Linked DNA regions of Mus musculus: region 2 is linked to region 1. A link is a contact called in public HiChIP or PLAC-seq data. All regions are on one chromosome and are shown on one strand. Each heading gives the region's core, a stretch centred on a gene start, on an enhancer-like site or on the middle of the called end of the contact. The rest is flanking DNA. Distances are from core to core; before and after follow the strand shown.

What was found. HiChIP or PLAC-seq counts read pairs in DNA pulled down with a chosen protein or histone mark.
Region 2: an H3K27ac HiChIP or PLAC-seq map of neural progenitor cells shows a contact between it and region 1, with 6 times the contacts expected there. The contact joins two enhancer-like sites. A contact is called at or near these places in 3 of 484 Hi-C or Micro-C datasets (forebrain, nephron progenitors and stem cell-derived neural progenitor cells) and 3 of 115 datasets of contacts at active chromatin or transcription factors (astrocytes, neural progenitor cells and stem cell-derived neural progenitor cells).

The regions. Positions count from the first base shown.
Region 1 is chr2:123,307,407-123,315,105 of GRCm38.p6, forward strand. No RefSeq gene overlaps it. Among named protein-coding and RNA genes, the nearest start is that of Gm34430, 380 kb to the left of the region's middle. Within about 2 kb of position 5,000, at least 14 of the 459 cell types and tissues checked have an H3K27ac peak or open chromatin away from gene starts, as enhancers often do. A contact at or near this core is called in neural progenitor cells, where this site is marked.
Region 2 is chr2:123,384,224-123,391,922 of GRCm38.p6, forward strand. No RefSeq gene overlaps it. Among named protein-coding and RNA genes, the nearest start is that of Gm39919, 410 kb to the right of the region's middle. Within about 2 kb of position 3,233, at least 27 of the 459 cell types and tissues checked have an H3K27ac peak or open chromatin away from gene starts, as enhancers often do. A contact at or near this core is called in neural progenitor cells, where this site is marked.

The DNA of each region.
Region 1 (7,699 bases), core at 3,750-6,249:
GAACCGGTGATTGCGTCTTTCTTGCCGGTCGAGTGGGACGCGACACTACATAGCAGCCTTATTTATAATAGCCAGAAGCTGGAAAGAATCCAGATATCCCTCAACAGAGGAATGGATACAGAAAATGTGGTACATTTACACAGTGGGGTACTACTCAGCTATTAAAAACAATGAATTTATGAAATTCTTGGGCAAATGGATGTATCTGGAGGATATCATCCTGAGTGAGGTAACCCAATCACAAAAGAACTCACATGATATGCACTCACTGTTAAGTGGATATTAGCCCAGAAACTTAGAATACCCAAGATACAATTTGCAGAACACATGAAACTCAAGAAGAAGCAAGGCCAAAGTGTGAATACTTCGTCCCTCCTTAGAATGGAGAACAAAATACCCATGTAAGGAGTTACAGAGACAAAGTTTGGAGATGAGACAGAAGGAACGACCATGCAAGACTGCCTCATCCAGGGATCCATACCATAATCAATAGTATCTGCCTTTATACAGAAGTGGATGCTCGGAGTCATCTGTTGGATGGAACATGGGGGCCCCCAATGGAGGAGCTAGAGAAAGTATCCAAGGAGCTGAAGGGGTCTACAATCCTATAGGTGGAACAACAACATGAACTAACCAGTACCCCCTGAGCTCATATTCTACATAGAAATAATAGAGGAATGTCTTTTGGCAGAGGGTGCTCAGCGAATTCTCCCCCTTTATGCTAAGTCCCTTCCCCATGCTTGTTATAGCTATATCAAGAAGCTTGATGGCCACCCAGGTTATCCTTTGCTTGCTGGAATGTGTAGCTCATGAATTCCATAAAAGCCCCAGTCATAGATACCATGGTTTGGGGATAGCAATTTAAACAGTTTTGGGTAGTCCTACACATTCAGACCACAGCACAGGGCTAGAGCTAGAATTATCTGTAAGAATAACACATAGGTATAGAAGCCTCTTGGGACAAACTGCCTAGGTGGTTTTTAAACTGGGAAGCATTTATAGAGCAACTCTGAGGCAGAAATTTGAGTTGAAAGACTACTTTCCATCTGCAAGGTAGATAAAGCTTACTCCTACCTCAATCTCCCTTTCCCCATATATGTGAAATAAATGCATTGGTTTTTGCTTTTCAAGGAATTTATGGAAAAAACAAACAAACAAACAAACAAACACTGCAGAATGCTAACTAGGAAGTAAGAAAAACCCTGCCAAAGTTAGTGGTTCAGAGAGTCCTGAAGTAGAAAGCAGGGGGAGAGGGGAGCTAGCCAGCCTTGACCCATCAGATATGGGACTTAGGACTTGGTACTATAGTGGCCTTCCCTGTGCCGTGCACCACTGAAGATATGGGGCATTGGATCTCCTGTATGCCCATCATGTGGCTTTGTTTGCTGTTTAGTGGTTTGAGGGTCTTTATCAGAGCTGGAAGGTCAATGGGAAGGTCTGAACACCTAAGATATGAAGAGGCTTAAGGGAGAAGGCTATCAGTCAGTGATCTCAGTCGTGTAAGGATACCCATATTTCGCATGGATGCATGTGTGCATGTGTGTGTGTGTGTGTGTGTGTGTGTGTGTGTGTGTGTGATTGCGTGTAGTAAGGGGAGAACAAGAAAACTGCAGTCTCCTCACTTAGTTCTTTCTCCCTGAACTTTGTCCTAGCAAGGTCAACTAGCACTATCCTTTACTATGCCTGTTGCCACTCTAAGATGTTTACATTGTTCTTCTAGTCAACTGCCCTTTCCATTGTGCCCTTGAAAATATTTTACTCAGTTGTATTTGCATGTTAAGTGACATATAGGGCCAGTGACTTTGGATCATCTCTCATCTACTGAAAGAAGAATGTGGATTCTCTTAATGTGAAATGATGATTCCAATAACAATAGATGGCTGGGCTTTCTACTAACTATTTTATCTGTGTGGTGGCTCTTATTTCTAATCTTCATTTTACAAGATCAGAAAGGGTGAGTGTCTGAGAGCAACTAGAAATTGCAGAATAAGATTTCAGCTTAGGAAGGTGATGTTCAACACTGCTTCTCACCCTGCTTATATGATCCTAACTTCCTCTCCTCTGAAGTTGTTTGTCCCTCTGTACCCAATCTTGGCACCTATTGGCCCGTCCGGCCTCTTGTCTATACATTCACTACCTAACTTACCTAACTATTTTGCTTCACTTTGTTAATATCTCAGTCAACACCATATACACAGATATTTTTAAACTGCCTCCAGAGTCAGCTTTTTCATTTGTAGAATGGGATTACAATGCATTTTATCTCCTATGACTATTCAGAGGATTCAGAAAAAACATACATATAAATGCCTTTGCAGAGGCCCTAATAGAACTGTTAATGAAAATAGTATGGAAAAAAATTAGTCACATTTAGTGAATATAAACAGTGGAACATAAATAGCTGAATAATTTGGCATGAGAAATACCATTAATAACTTGGATGCTTTCTGACAGAGCTGGTGGTCAAGAATACTTAGAACAGAGTTTCCCCATATCAGTTGCTCACAAAGCTGGGTCTACCCCATCTTTCTGTTTCCTTTGGGCAGTGATTCTGAATTCTCAGTTTATTTAAACAATAGAGATAAAACATATTCCCTGCCCCATCATTCTCAGGCTCATCCTGTGTTCATCATTGCTAATTAGACTTGGAATATTACAGTCCAAAGAAGGACGGTAAGAAGGCTTGAAACAGCTTACTAACTTAGTCAAAGGACATCAAGAAGGGGTAGCAGAGAGTCTAAATGTAGGGAAGAGAACTGTGAAAGATGCTTAGTTAGATGGCAAAGGAACCTAGATCTAGATACCTGGGTTCTCCAATTGGCTTATCCTGCTAATGCTGTATCTGTCATGCCCAAATTCCATGTCTTTCTTTTCAACTCTGATTTTTTTCTCACCCTAGTCTCCATCATTACCACCACCACCACTACTACCACCACTACCATCAGCATTTTCTCTGCTTGGCCCCTTCTCTTGTATACCAGTAGGTTACACTCAGCATACTGCCATTTTCTTCACCTTGCTGGACAATACTTTGCACACTGGTGTGTAGTGGGTGCTCAGTAGATAGTCACCAGAATGAGATTTATTTCTTCCCAGAAAGAACATCTCATGGGGAGTGGGAGAGGCCACAGTGGGCAAGATTTGGGGTAAAGCCATGCAGAGTAGGGCTAAGAAAAAGAGCGCTGTGTTCCACTTGTTTCAGAAAGGTCATGCTGGGCAGCACTCTGCCTGACTTTAAATAATGTGTGTTGTTGGAAGGGGTCTAGAAAAAGGTAAGTTTTGCCTGAGGAGGGCCTTTGTTTTCATCTTAAAAAATAATAAGCAACCTTTTCATGGGAAAAAGAAAAAATGACATTGCTTCATATAAAATGTTAAGGCTTAAGAGATTTTAAAAAAATACTGTCTTATTCATATGCATACAGCTGTGCATAGAGTCTTTGGTAGCTTAAATGCAAGAAGAACTCAGGATAACTGAGTTGAAATCCGATGCAATGCCTAATTAAAAATGCAAATTCAAAGTTGCTAGAGCTCTTCCAGCTGAGCAGAGTAAACAGGAGAGGGGAGAAAAGGTGGCATAAAGTCACATAGAGAACTGAAAGGATCCTGTGTGATACAAGAAGCAAGAAGCATAGAGGAGTCTGGTGTCAGAGGAGTAAGGGATGCTGGGCAAGAATCCTTGATGGGGCAGAATCAGAATCAGCTGAGCTTGAGCAGGACTTGAATTTTATTTCCAAGTATTGGACTGCTGCTACTTAGAGGAAATACCCTTGGCAAGTATTACTGAACCCCCACTGTGAATAAGCATGCAATGTATTATCCACTGCCTTTTCTGGGTTACACAGAAGTAGAAGAAAGATGAGAGGCAATCTAGGTTAGTGAGGTGGAGAATTTAACCCAATGTTTTGATGCAAAGACAATGATGCTATGATGAATGCAACCTACTGTACACAACTAAGGAACCAAGAGTTGGTGACAGGGCTTGGGCAGGAGAGTGCTACTGCTGAACAGATAAGATCAGAGTTGAGGACAGACATGAGTTTTCATGCAGTTTGGACATGGCAGATACAACATTAGCAGGACAAGCCAATTGGAGCACAAAGCTGGGTGGACAAGCCAGCTGAAGAATGCAGCTATGTAACGTGCATTCTTGCCTGTTTGTCTCACCCATCCAAACTTCCAACATCTATGTCTGCTCCACAGAAGTAGCTGACTGAGGAGAGGAGTATACAGCTTGCAGAGCATGACATTAAGAGAGACGCCTTCCCTGAGTGGACAGAGTGGAAGGGCATCACACAGACAGGGCTTTTTGTCCTCTGTGCACCAGTGTGAAGATTTAATGCTAAGCACAGAGGCAGTCTGAACAGTGTAGAATAGGGTTGCTTGAAGTCCACGAACTGCTCAGCAAACACTAGACACAAAGCAAGATCTCTTTTTGTTCTGGGTTTTTCTGGGGGATGGTTCGTGAAAACTGGTTAGCTTTTTTTTTTTTCTTAACAAATCTAATATGACCAGCCTTCTGTAATATGTGAGCTTCACATATTACATATTCACTTCATAGCATGCCTATGCCTTATGTACAGCCCAACAGAGGCACTCTTCATATTCGTTGGAATCACCAGGAATGCTGCTGAAATATAAGCCATTAGGACCACCCTAAGACATTTATATTCTTCTGAACTAGTGTGGAGCCCAGGGAACAAGATCTCTTGAAATCCTTCCGGCTAGGCTACAGGCACTGGTTAGCCAAATGGGCTTTTCTTTCATCTTTAAAACATGCCCCAGAGTTCCCCTCCTTTGTGCTTTTATGAATTTCAAGGTTAGAAGCAAAATTCTGTTATGGATGTTCGTCATCTGTATTTGAAAGAAAATAGTAAAAAACGTTGGTAGACGTCTAGTTGGCCGTGCTAGTTTGATCTGCAGGCTCCACAAAGGTGTTGCATCCCTGGAGTCCGTTAGGATCAGTCAAGGGCAGATATGAACGCTGTACTAACAGATACCATGAGAGGGCAGCAGAGAGCTGGCAAGATTTTCTCTACAGGGCAGGGAAATCTGGCTAGGCCGGATGGAGAATTCTTGGCAGATGCAGGAGGAGGAAATGTTTGAACCTTTATGGGGAGCAAAGGATGTAGTTATCTTTGCTCCATAAATATCTTAAATCGGAGTCATTACTCAATTGATAAACTGAGATCAGTGGAGGACTGAACACGGTGGGGTCAGTTTTAAACAGGAGCAATGGACTTATGCTCTGAGATATTGGCGAAAACCTCAAACAGCAAGCCAGTTTGTGAGATGAAGCTGGGTCTTATAACTACTCATGAGACCCATAACCTGAAGAGTCTTTTGCCTAGATTCAAACCCAAATCAAGAGAAAAAAAAATCTTTATCTAAAAGTTGAGCAAGTCTTTGCAACCTAAAAAAACACATGTGAACAGGGTATGGAAAGGAACAGATGAGAGCCAGGATTGCACCGGTGGCTGCTGACATCACTGACAAAGTCTCTATAAAGCTAGTGCCTTCCCCATCGGGAATAGCCATTAGAAGCTCGAGGCAGACACAGGGGTGGTATGTGGCTTGAGGCACACGGGACCTCCTTACTAGATAAACTCAGAACCAGAAATGTAAACTACAGAGATAGCACCACACCCAGAGAGACTATTTCAAGGTAAGCTGGCAAAAGTTTGAGAATTGCACACTGCTTTGTTGCTGGTAGTGTGGGCTTGGTGCTACCTTAGACTGACATTTCCAGATTGTTCCCTGACATCTTGCTGGTGTAGGTGCAGACCTGAGCCTCCACCTCACTTGGGAGCTTATTACAGTGTTGAATCCTTGGGTCCTGCCTCAGACCTACAGAATCAGAATTTGCATTTTAACAAGATCCCCAGGTGATTCATATGCATATTATGCATATTAAAATTTGAAAAGTCCTCTGCTAGAATCCAGTCTGGATAGGATCTGATGCCACTGATGTTATCGAAGATTAATAAGGACACTTTGGAACAGGGAGATAGACATGCTTCAGTAACATTAAGTAGGTATGTTACTAATGTGTATATTTGGGGTATTTTGTTGTTGCTATATCCTATTTTGTTTCTCATAGTTACATACAACATTGACAAACATCTTTTTTCAGAGACCCAGTAGTAGGGAAAGCTGTGTCCTATTTCAGTTTGAAGGAACATGTGGATCAAAATTGGCGTTATTCAAAAAGGATACATGATTTGTTGGAGGTTGTCACTTCTGTGTGCTGACTCCTATCTCCCAAAAGTAGCTTGGTTGCTTCTATTTCTTCTTCTTTTCTATTTAATTAAAAAAAATTTGCATACACTGTGTTCTGATAATGCTTTTCTCCTCCTGTAACTACTCTTCCCAGATCCTCCCTGTCTCCCCACCCATCCAACACCACATCCCCTTTCTCCCTTTCTCATAAAAAATAAAAATAAAAAAGAATGTCCTTCACAGACTCACCTGTTTGATGTTTGTATATTTGGTCCTTAGCTGACGATGCTGTTTCAGAAGGATGTAGAACCTTTAATTGGTGAAGTCTTGCTGGAAAAGGGGAAGCACTGGGTCAGGGTGGGTTTTGAGATCTTACAGCTCAGCACCATTTTCTGCTTGGTCTTTGCTTCCAGACCCTGAAAGCAGTGTGACCATCTGGCCTCCTGACCTGCTGCTAGGCATTCCCTACCACCATGACTATGCCTCCTTAAACTGAAGCTGAAGTAAGCTTTCCCACCTTATGAAGTTTTTTTTTTTCCACAATGACGAGGAGCATAATTAATATGCTAGCTGAATGCCATGTACTTTTAGAGGCCATTAGTACATTGATCACAAGACAGTATATGCTTGTATTCGTTTCTTGTCAATGTTTAAAGATAATGCACCAATTCAGAAGCTTAGAAGAGCACAACTTTATTTTCCTATAGTTCTGGAGGTCCAAATTCCAGTTCACTGGCCTACAGCGATGGTGTCAGCAGGACTTGGTTGTGGAGTGTTGGGTGGGGAGGATCTGAGCCTTATCTTTCCAGCTTTGATCCACTCTTGCTAGCCCCATTGCTTTTCATGTCTCCTGTCTCCACTCCTCTAACCTTAAAGTCAATGGTTCAAGATCTTGCTTCAGACATGCAATGTCAAACTTCACTTTGTGTATAAGAACGGATATCTGTGCTCATGCATGAAGCAAACTCACATACTGAATACTGTCCCTATTTCAAAAGCTTATTTCAGTCACATTTGACACAGCCACTTTTTCCATATAAGACAACATTCACAGGTTCTAAAGGGGGAAAAAACCCATATGCTGTTTGGTAGGCATTATTTAGCCTGTCATAAGTTTTAAATTACAATGTGCATTAGCATATTATAAAACATGGCTTTCCCACTGATTAGGATAATGTAGGTTTGGGGCTGGAACAATGGCTCAGTGGTTAGGAACAAGTAATGCTCTTCTATGGAACTTGAGTTCAGTTTTAGTAAAGTTCTCAGCACCACTTCAGGTAGCTCACACTTCCTGTAATGCTAGCTCTAGGGTATCCAGCTTCCTTTGCTGGCTTCTGTGGGCATCACGCTCTGGAACACACCTTCTCACATGGAGGTGAATGCTAATATGGGACATTTTGGATCTTGAAAGACAACTTAGAAATTATCTAGTCCACTCTTGTTTACTTGTATGAGAGATTAAATCTCTAAAGACAGTAGTATG
Region 2 (7,699 bases), core at 1,983-4,482, 75 kb after region 1:
AGCCCGTTTAGTGTAGAATGAGTGGTCTCCACCCCCTCCTCCACATCACTTCACACTCTGTGGGCTCATTCTTCAGCTCTTCCTACCGACCCTGCTCCCAACACTGTGCGCCCTTACATGACCAACCAGCTGGCTCTATTACCTTGTTTATCACTCCTTCATGCTTAACATTTTAGAATCTAACTTCACAGCCCACTTCATTTTGACCGTGTTCAAATCTTCTGCAAAAGCTGCTTTCACTCAAAACATGAATGACCTTTTGCCTTGTGGACAATAAAGAATCCCTGTCGATCACCTAGCAATGTTCACTGTAATCTACCCCAGGCTATCTGACCTTCTCCCTCTTCTTGGTTTTCTTCCTGCTTCTGTGGTCAGTTCCCTGATGGTCATTGTTTTTCTCTTTTCCCTATCATTTAAATACTGACATTCTTCAGGATAGTGACTTGCTCTTTATCATGACACATTTTTTTTTCTGAAGTTGAAGCTATTATTTATATAGTGACTACTTCAAAAAAATTGTATCCCCAGGTTTGAATTCTCTCATACTCAACCCACACATACTTAACTGCCTGCTGGACCCCATCATCAGCATCACCCTAAATTCAGCATCACAAAACTGCCTTCTTTCCATCCATCATCAAATTTGGTTAATATACATGCGTGTAGCAGAGAGTGAGCGAGCAAGCAAGGAGGAGAGAGAGACAGGGAGAGAGAGAGAGAGAGAGAGAGAGAGAGAGAGAGAGAGAGAGAGAGAGAGAGAGAGAGAGAGAGAGTTTTGTGTTTGTTACCTGCTGTGAGACAATGGTCAGATGACTAAGACTTTCCTAGATGATTTTCTTGACTATTCTCTCCCACCCTCTGCCTTCTTTAAAATAGTTATTTATGAATACCCCAGCTCTATTCTCTGGGTCCTTTTGTATCAATTAGTCCACATTGATGTGATTCAACACATGGTTTTATAAACATCATAGCCTGTCTTATTTTTTCTCTGTCCAAACACTGAAGCAAGATAAATTGCTATAAAATTCATATCTAAATGTTCCCAGCTTAAAACCAATGAGCTGCCTCTGTGATTCTCTGACCGAATATTCCCTAAACTCAGAAAGTCTGTTAGGCTCAGAATACATGGTCCCATGATCCAGTGTTCTTTCTTAGAATTCCTCAGCTTGTGTTTCTGTTCACTTGTGTCTTGTATCTTCAACACTGCATGGAAACTTTTTAATTCCCTAACCCATCTCCCACCCTAACCATTTCTTTTGCCAGGATCTTTTCCTGACATTGCAGTGGGTGATACATTTGTGTCTTTTCTGATGTCATAGTCTGTGTTCCTTTTTTCTAAGATACCAGCTTTTAGGAACTGGTAAATCCACCTGTCTAACTCTCCCAGTGCTGTCTACTCTCTAGTGCCTTGTCGCTTGTGTTACCCAGGTATCTGACACAGTTCCTGGTGTAGAATAGGTTTTCCATAACAATTTGCTGAATAAATGACCCCTAACTCTGAGCCTCCGCTCTGTCCCATTTCCTGTAATTCCGCTGCATGCTGAGCTTCCCTAATTGTTTCCAGCTAGTACCTTCATTTCAATACACTGCAAACTAAGCTCAACTTCCTCCAAGTCTCCAGACTTTCTTGTCTCTCCATGGCAACACTATTGTTCCAATCCCTGGGGCTCCAAACTCTGGCATCCTCTCTGACTCTTCTCCCTCCTTCACCAGGCATATCCAATGAACTGTCAAACCAGTAGATTCTGCTCTCACAAAATCTCCAATTGGTTTCTTCTTTTATTGCCTCCTCTGCTATAACCCCAAAGTAGATTTGTTATATTTTAACTAGATGATGAAAATACTGAGTCTCATGAATTTGTTCCCAATGTCTTTCTACTATGTCCACTATTAGTATTTGAAGTGTATTGTTTTAATTATGTCATCTCTTTCTTAGAAATCTACAAAGACTCAATAGTGATGGGCAGTCTCTGCCAATGGGCTGGCCCTCTGCCCACTTTCCTTCCTTCTTATATGGAAATCCTCCTCATGTATTTAGATCATCACAGACAATCCAGCGTTCCCAACTGTGCCAAAGGAAATATAATTTCTTCTATTTTATTTCCCTCACATAGTTCTGCACGGTACAATGTCACTGGTCAGTTCTTGATCTTTACTATGGCGGTGTGACTCTGACTATAAATGATGTTTTTGATAAATTTATTGAAGTTACAAGTGATAGGCTAGTGCTTTGTTGTTAATCCATCTTAGCACTAATAGTCAATTCTCCCTCATATTAGCAGAAAACCACCATCAAGAGATGGAAATGGAACAAGGCATATTGAAGTAAACAACCAGCTAGAAACAGAAATGCCCAGTATGCAACTGAATGACAGGAAGTAGAGCTAAGATGTCGAGTGCACACACACACACTCACACACACACACACACACACACACACACACACACACACACACACACACACATACCTTATAATGATCACAGCCTCATATACTCAGTTTCTCCCTAAAGACAAAGAGGCACTTGGCTCTGCTTTTCTAATTCCTCTACATATACTTGCTCAGGAAACAGACACTAACACATCAATCATAGATTCTCTTTTACATTCTCATAGCATTTCAGATACATATTTATTCCACTTCACATTCATAACGCTGGTCTGACTAAAACCAGAGGCACTGCAGGGTTAGTAGCTTGCTCTCCTTCCTCTGTGAGGCACTCTCCCAGAACTGTACACTTAGCAGAGTCCACTTCCAGCTATCAGCTGTGCCGTTGTTTCCTGAGGGTTTCAGACAACCACTGGGCAGCTCCGGAAATCTCTGTCCTTTCCAGGTAGGGTTCATATTCACATTTCCAGATTAAGCTGCCAGCCCCTCTGGGTCTTCAGAATGATAGGAGCTGGCCTTGGTCTGAACAAAAGGAACTTCATGCCTGACTTGTTCCCCTGGGAGAGCAAACACAGCCATGTTTACCCTCACCAGGGCACATTGGAAAGCTGAAGAAGGATCAGGCGTATTCACCCCTTTCCTGTTTTAGAGTAATGGGGAGCCCAGCTGGGGTGGTTACTGGACTCACAAAGAAACAGGCAAAATTTTGGCAAGTCACTGCGAGGCTTAGCAACAAAATTCACTTCCCCCATCTTCTTTCCCATCCATTTGGAATGAAGCTTGCCTCCAAACAGCATGAAACCCCTGGGAACTTCTTGTACCCTTTCAACAAATCAGCTGGATGAAGGGCGATGACTCAGTCTCCTTTGCCCTCCAAAGTCAGTGCCAGCTCTGGCTAAGCAGCAGTCCTAGCCTCATAAAGGGAACTATTTACCTCAGGTTCCCTCCCAGACTCCAGTTGGTCTCGCTGATGCTTCAAGGAGCATCAAAGAGGGTGTGTGTACTGGGTTTCATTACCCTTCAGCAAATATCTTTCTGATGGCCTGTTTGTGGAAATGTGCCCATTTACAGATGGGTGTCTCTTGCCAAGAAGAAAAGCTCAATGCAAATGAAAGAAGGCTCCTTCTTCTTCCCTCTTTAGTAATTATTTTTGTTTTGGGGGTGATGCAGGAAGTAAATGAAGATCAGCTCTGCCTGGTTAAAAACTGGTTCTGTTGACTCTTAGCCCTCAAAGTCTGCTAATTAAGTTGAAAAGCGCTACTCTACTCATGTAAAAAATCCATAAGTGAACACACACACTCAACAAACATACCACACACATATAGACACGTGGACACACACAAACACACAGACTCACATACACATGAAGACACCCACACCATACATACATACATACACACACACACACACACACACACACACTGGTTTATCTATTTGAAAACAAAATTGTCTGTTAACACTGTGTTGGTCTGCTCTGTAACTTATTCTGAGTCATATTAGAACAACAGGGCTGCAAGCAAATTGAGACCCAGAGCCACGACCTCACATGATGGGTGAGAGGAAAGAAGCCTCTGGCTATCATGCTGCCTCTTTTTTGTCTCAAAAGGAGAAGCCGTGTGATCCTGCTCATAGAAAATGAACCACGAGGTCAGAGGTCAGAGGTTATTAGTCTATCCAGCTTTATAACCTATAGCTGATAATTACTATGAATAGAGAAGCTAGAGAGAGGACCCCAGTCTTGCTCATCTCTCTCAGAGTTTAATTTCCTTACTACTGTGTTCAATCCGCCAACATTGCTTCTTCAGTGTTTCCATTATTTATCCTTCCCCATTTCACCCCTTCTCCCACTGTCATCCCAGCTCTTGTTTACCCTAGTCATATTATTACTATTTTATTTGTTTCAGCCAGTCCTTGTTCTCTGAAGAAACAATTAGTAAAGACTGGCTTATTGACAGATGCCTACTTCCTTGAAGAAAAGCTGAATTAAATTGTAGAGACAAATCCTTGCATTCCTATAAGTTTTTATGTTACAGGTTATAGTTTAATTTCATTTATTTTTGTTACTGTGTTTTAATTTGGCTCTTAGAGGAAAACAGCAAAGAGAAATAATATAGTTTTCATATTTATTTCCAATTTCTTGCTTTATATTTTATTTACAATTTTAAAATTTGGATGGATTTTTTTTCACACTCTGACCCGTCCAGCAGGTCCAGTTATTCGAGGATCTCGAGGGGACCTCCTCCTAAGAACCAAATGGGGGGTAGAGAGAGACGAGGGTCTTGTACGAATAACGACACGGAAACCGTTCTGAAGTTGTATCAAGACCCCCAAAATGTATTAGCCAGGTCCAAGGTTTAAATGCACAAGCAAAGGGGGAAGTACAGATACTTATCAGTGGGAGGGGTAGGGCAATACAAGCAAAAGGAGAAGTATTTATCAGTGGGAGGGGGCAATAGAATTGCACATTCTTAGGCAGTTACACGGGGAAGCAGGAACTTGGTGGTATCAGGGTGTGGTCAGGACACCGGTGATGACCCAGGGCTGGAACATCCCGTAGTTCTTGGAATCCATGTGTCGGTGGCCCGCTTTTGACCCTCTTTTCTTCTCGGGGGGAGAGGCCCAATTCAGAGATCAGGACAATAGCGTTGCCTTAATGGCTCCCAACAACACTCTTCTATGTTTCTCAACAAATTAAAAATAAAATGGATGCCAGTACAGACCTCTTAGATATTTCGAAGATGCATTTCTGAATATTAATGGAAAGATATCCATCTCTGGTTTTAAAGCAGCACAAAGATGAAATGGAACAACTAACTTAACAGACTGCCAATGTACTCTGAGAAGAATGAATGAGTCTGGAACAGGACTGAAGCATGAAGACATTGCAGAATGTATTTGTGGGTAAGCGATTACTCCTCCAAATCCATCCAGAGGTCCTCTCCTCGCTCTGACTATCAGGAGTATGGAGCACTGGATGTAGTTCTGTGTCTGTGTAGAGAGTTGTACCTCATTCCCCAACCCCCACATTTCTGGTACAGGTAAGTCTTCATTCTGGGTGTGCCACGGAGCCAGTGTCTGAATGGAATTAGGAAGGGCCCTGGTGACAAGGCTCAGAGTGCATTTCACTGGAACCTATGCTATATCAATCACAAGGGAGCCTGCTTGGTTCTGTCCTATGCTTTCTGAAACAGCTTTGTCTGAGTAGAACCTAACCTATGTGACCCACCTTTTATCCTTCTTGGTGTTCTGTTTAGATGGCCTCTCTCTTGGTGTTCCATTTAGATGGCTTCCCTCTTGGTGTTCCATTTATATGGCCCCCCTCAAGAGCTGGGTAAAAGGTGAGAACTCATAACTTGTCAAACACTGTTGAAGTTGTTTGTTTGACTGCTCTGTATCTGTTGCTATGCTAAAAGCTTCTTAATGGTACAGGATATCTCACTTGTCTCTGCTAATTAAGTTGAAGAGTGCTACTCTACCTGTGTATCAGAAGAAAAAAATCCATAAGTGAACACACACACACACATACACACACACACACACACACACACACACACACACACACACATCATACAAACACACACTGGTTTGTCTGTTTGAAAAAAGTATCTGTTAACTATGTGCTCTGAAACTTATCCTGAGTCATTTTCTGGCCTGGAGCTTGGAGCAGAGTAAATCTCAGTGTATGTAGGTGATTTATATATATAATGTAGCAACAACAGAGAGTGAAAGCAGAGGAGTAGATAACAGTCAGAGGAAATGTACTTTAAAAAAAAGGACATAAAGCATATTTTTAGATCCCATGATAAGGATTTAAAATGAAGTATATCTTTCTTCTCTCCCTTTCCTTCCTCCCAGATTCCTTCACTCACACTCTGCTCATGTCCCAGTCTGAATTGATAACCCTCTTTTCTTTGATTATTATGGGAAAGCATAATTTTACCAAAAGTTGCACTGATATTAATTCTTGTCTCCTCCTGAATGTATCATTTGGTTGGATGTCTGCTGTTCTAGAGAATTAAGGTAAAGAAGGTCGTCCGAGAAAGACTGTTCAGTTTGTGATCCAGTGACTAGAAGGCATGTGGGTATTGTCCTGGCTGTAAAGGGAGGTGGTTTGGTAGACTGTCCTCCTCCACCTGGAATATGCTCCCCACTCTCCCCCAGCACTGACCTTCTCCCGTGGTCATGTCTATGAGTTTATTGACGCTCTGAAACATCGTCAATACTACTTCACCTTTTCACCTGTTCTTCCTTTTATTCGTATTTCTTTTCTTATTCATCTAATATAATCCGAACCCTCAAGGATCAGTTCATATGATTTTCTACATGTAGATTAATCTAGGACTTTGAACATAATCTAAGCCCAGCACCTTCTTAACAGCTGGAACATGGTTGTCTATTCTCCCTAGCCAGCATGAGTCTGCATTACTCAAGTGGCTTTTTCATTGTCTCTTTGGATATTTTTACATCAGAGGAAAAATGGCCTTTGCAAGCTTGTTTTATCTTACTGTTTCTCCAGAGCATGCTTCTCTGCTGTGTTTACTGTCATAAATATAATGTCAGATTTTCACCATTCTTAGCCAAATGATCCTACCCATGTACATATGCCAATGCCTTGAACAGATGCTCTATCGTATTACTTGGTGATGGGATACAGTTTTCAGAAATTATTTATGGGAATGGCTAAAAATAGAATACTATATATTATAAAGCTGTTTTTCACTTGCAGCACACTTGATAGTGTGAGCATTTGGACAAATGGACAGATGAATGCAGCTAATATTTTCATTTCCATCTCAGCTTGAAGGAGAGATGCACAATGCCAAATAATATGCACAGTGCTGGTAACTTGGATCCTCCTCATTCACGATGCTGCCAGAAGGAAGCTCTGGCTTCTTTGAGGAGAGGTATAACCTTTGATATAAAAATAAAAAATAATTCTTATAGGTAAAACAAATTGGCCTTGGTGTTTTTGTTTGTTTTTACTTATTTATTTTATTTGGTGGTGGGGAGGTCATAAGGGTGGGAGGGAGAACCTGGGAGGAATGGGGAGCAAGTGTGATCTGGGTGCATTGTATGAAATTCCCAAATAACTAATAAAAAATATTATGTTAGGGAAAAAGTCTATTTATTTGTGTGTGTGTGTGTGTGTGTGTGTGTGTGTTGTTCATATATGTGCACACCACAGTGTAAGTGTGCTCAGAGGACATTGCTGTGGAGTCAGTTCTCTCTACCTTTATGTGGACTCCAGGGATAGAAAAGAAGTCACCAAGCTTGAGCAACATAGTGCTTTTACCCGCTGAGATATCTTTCCC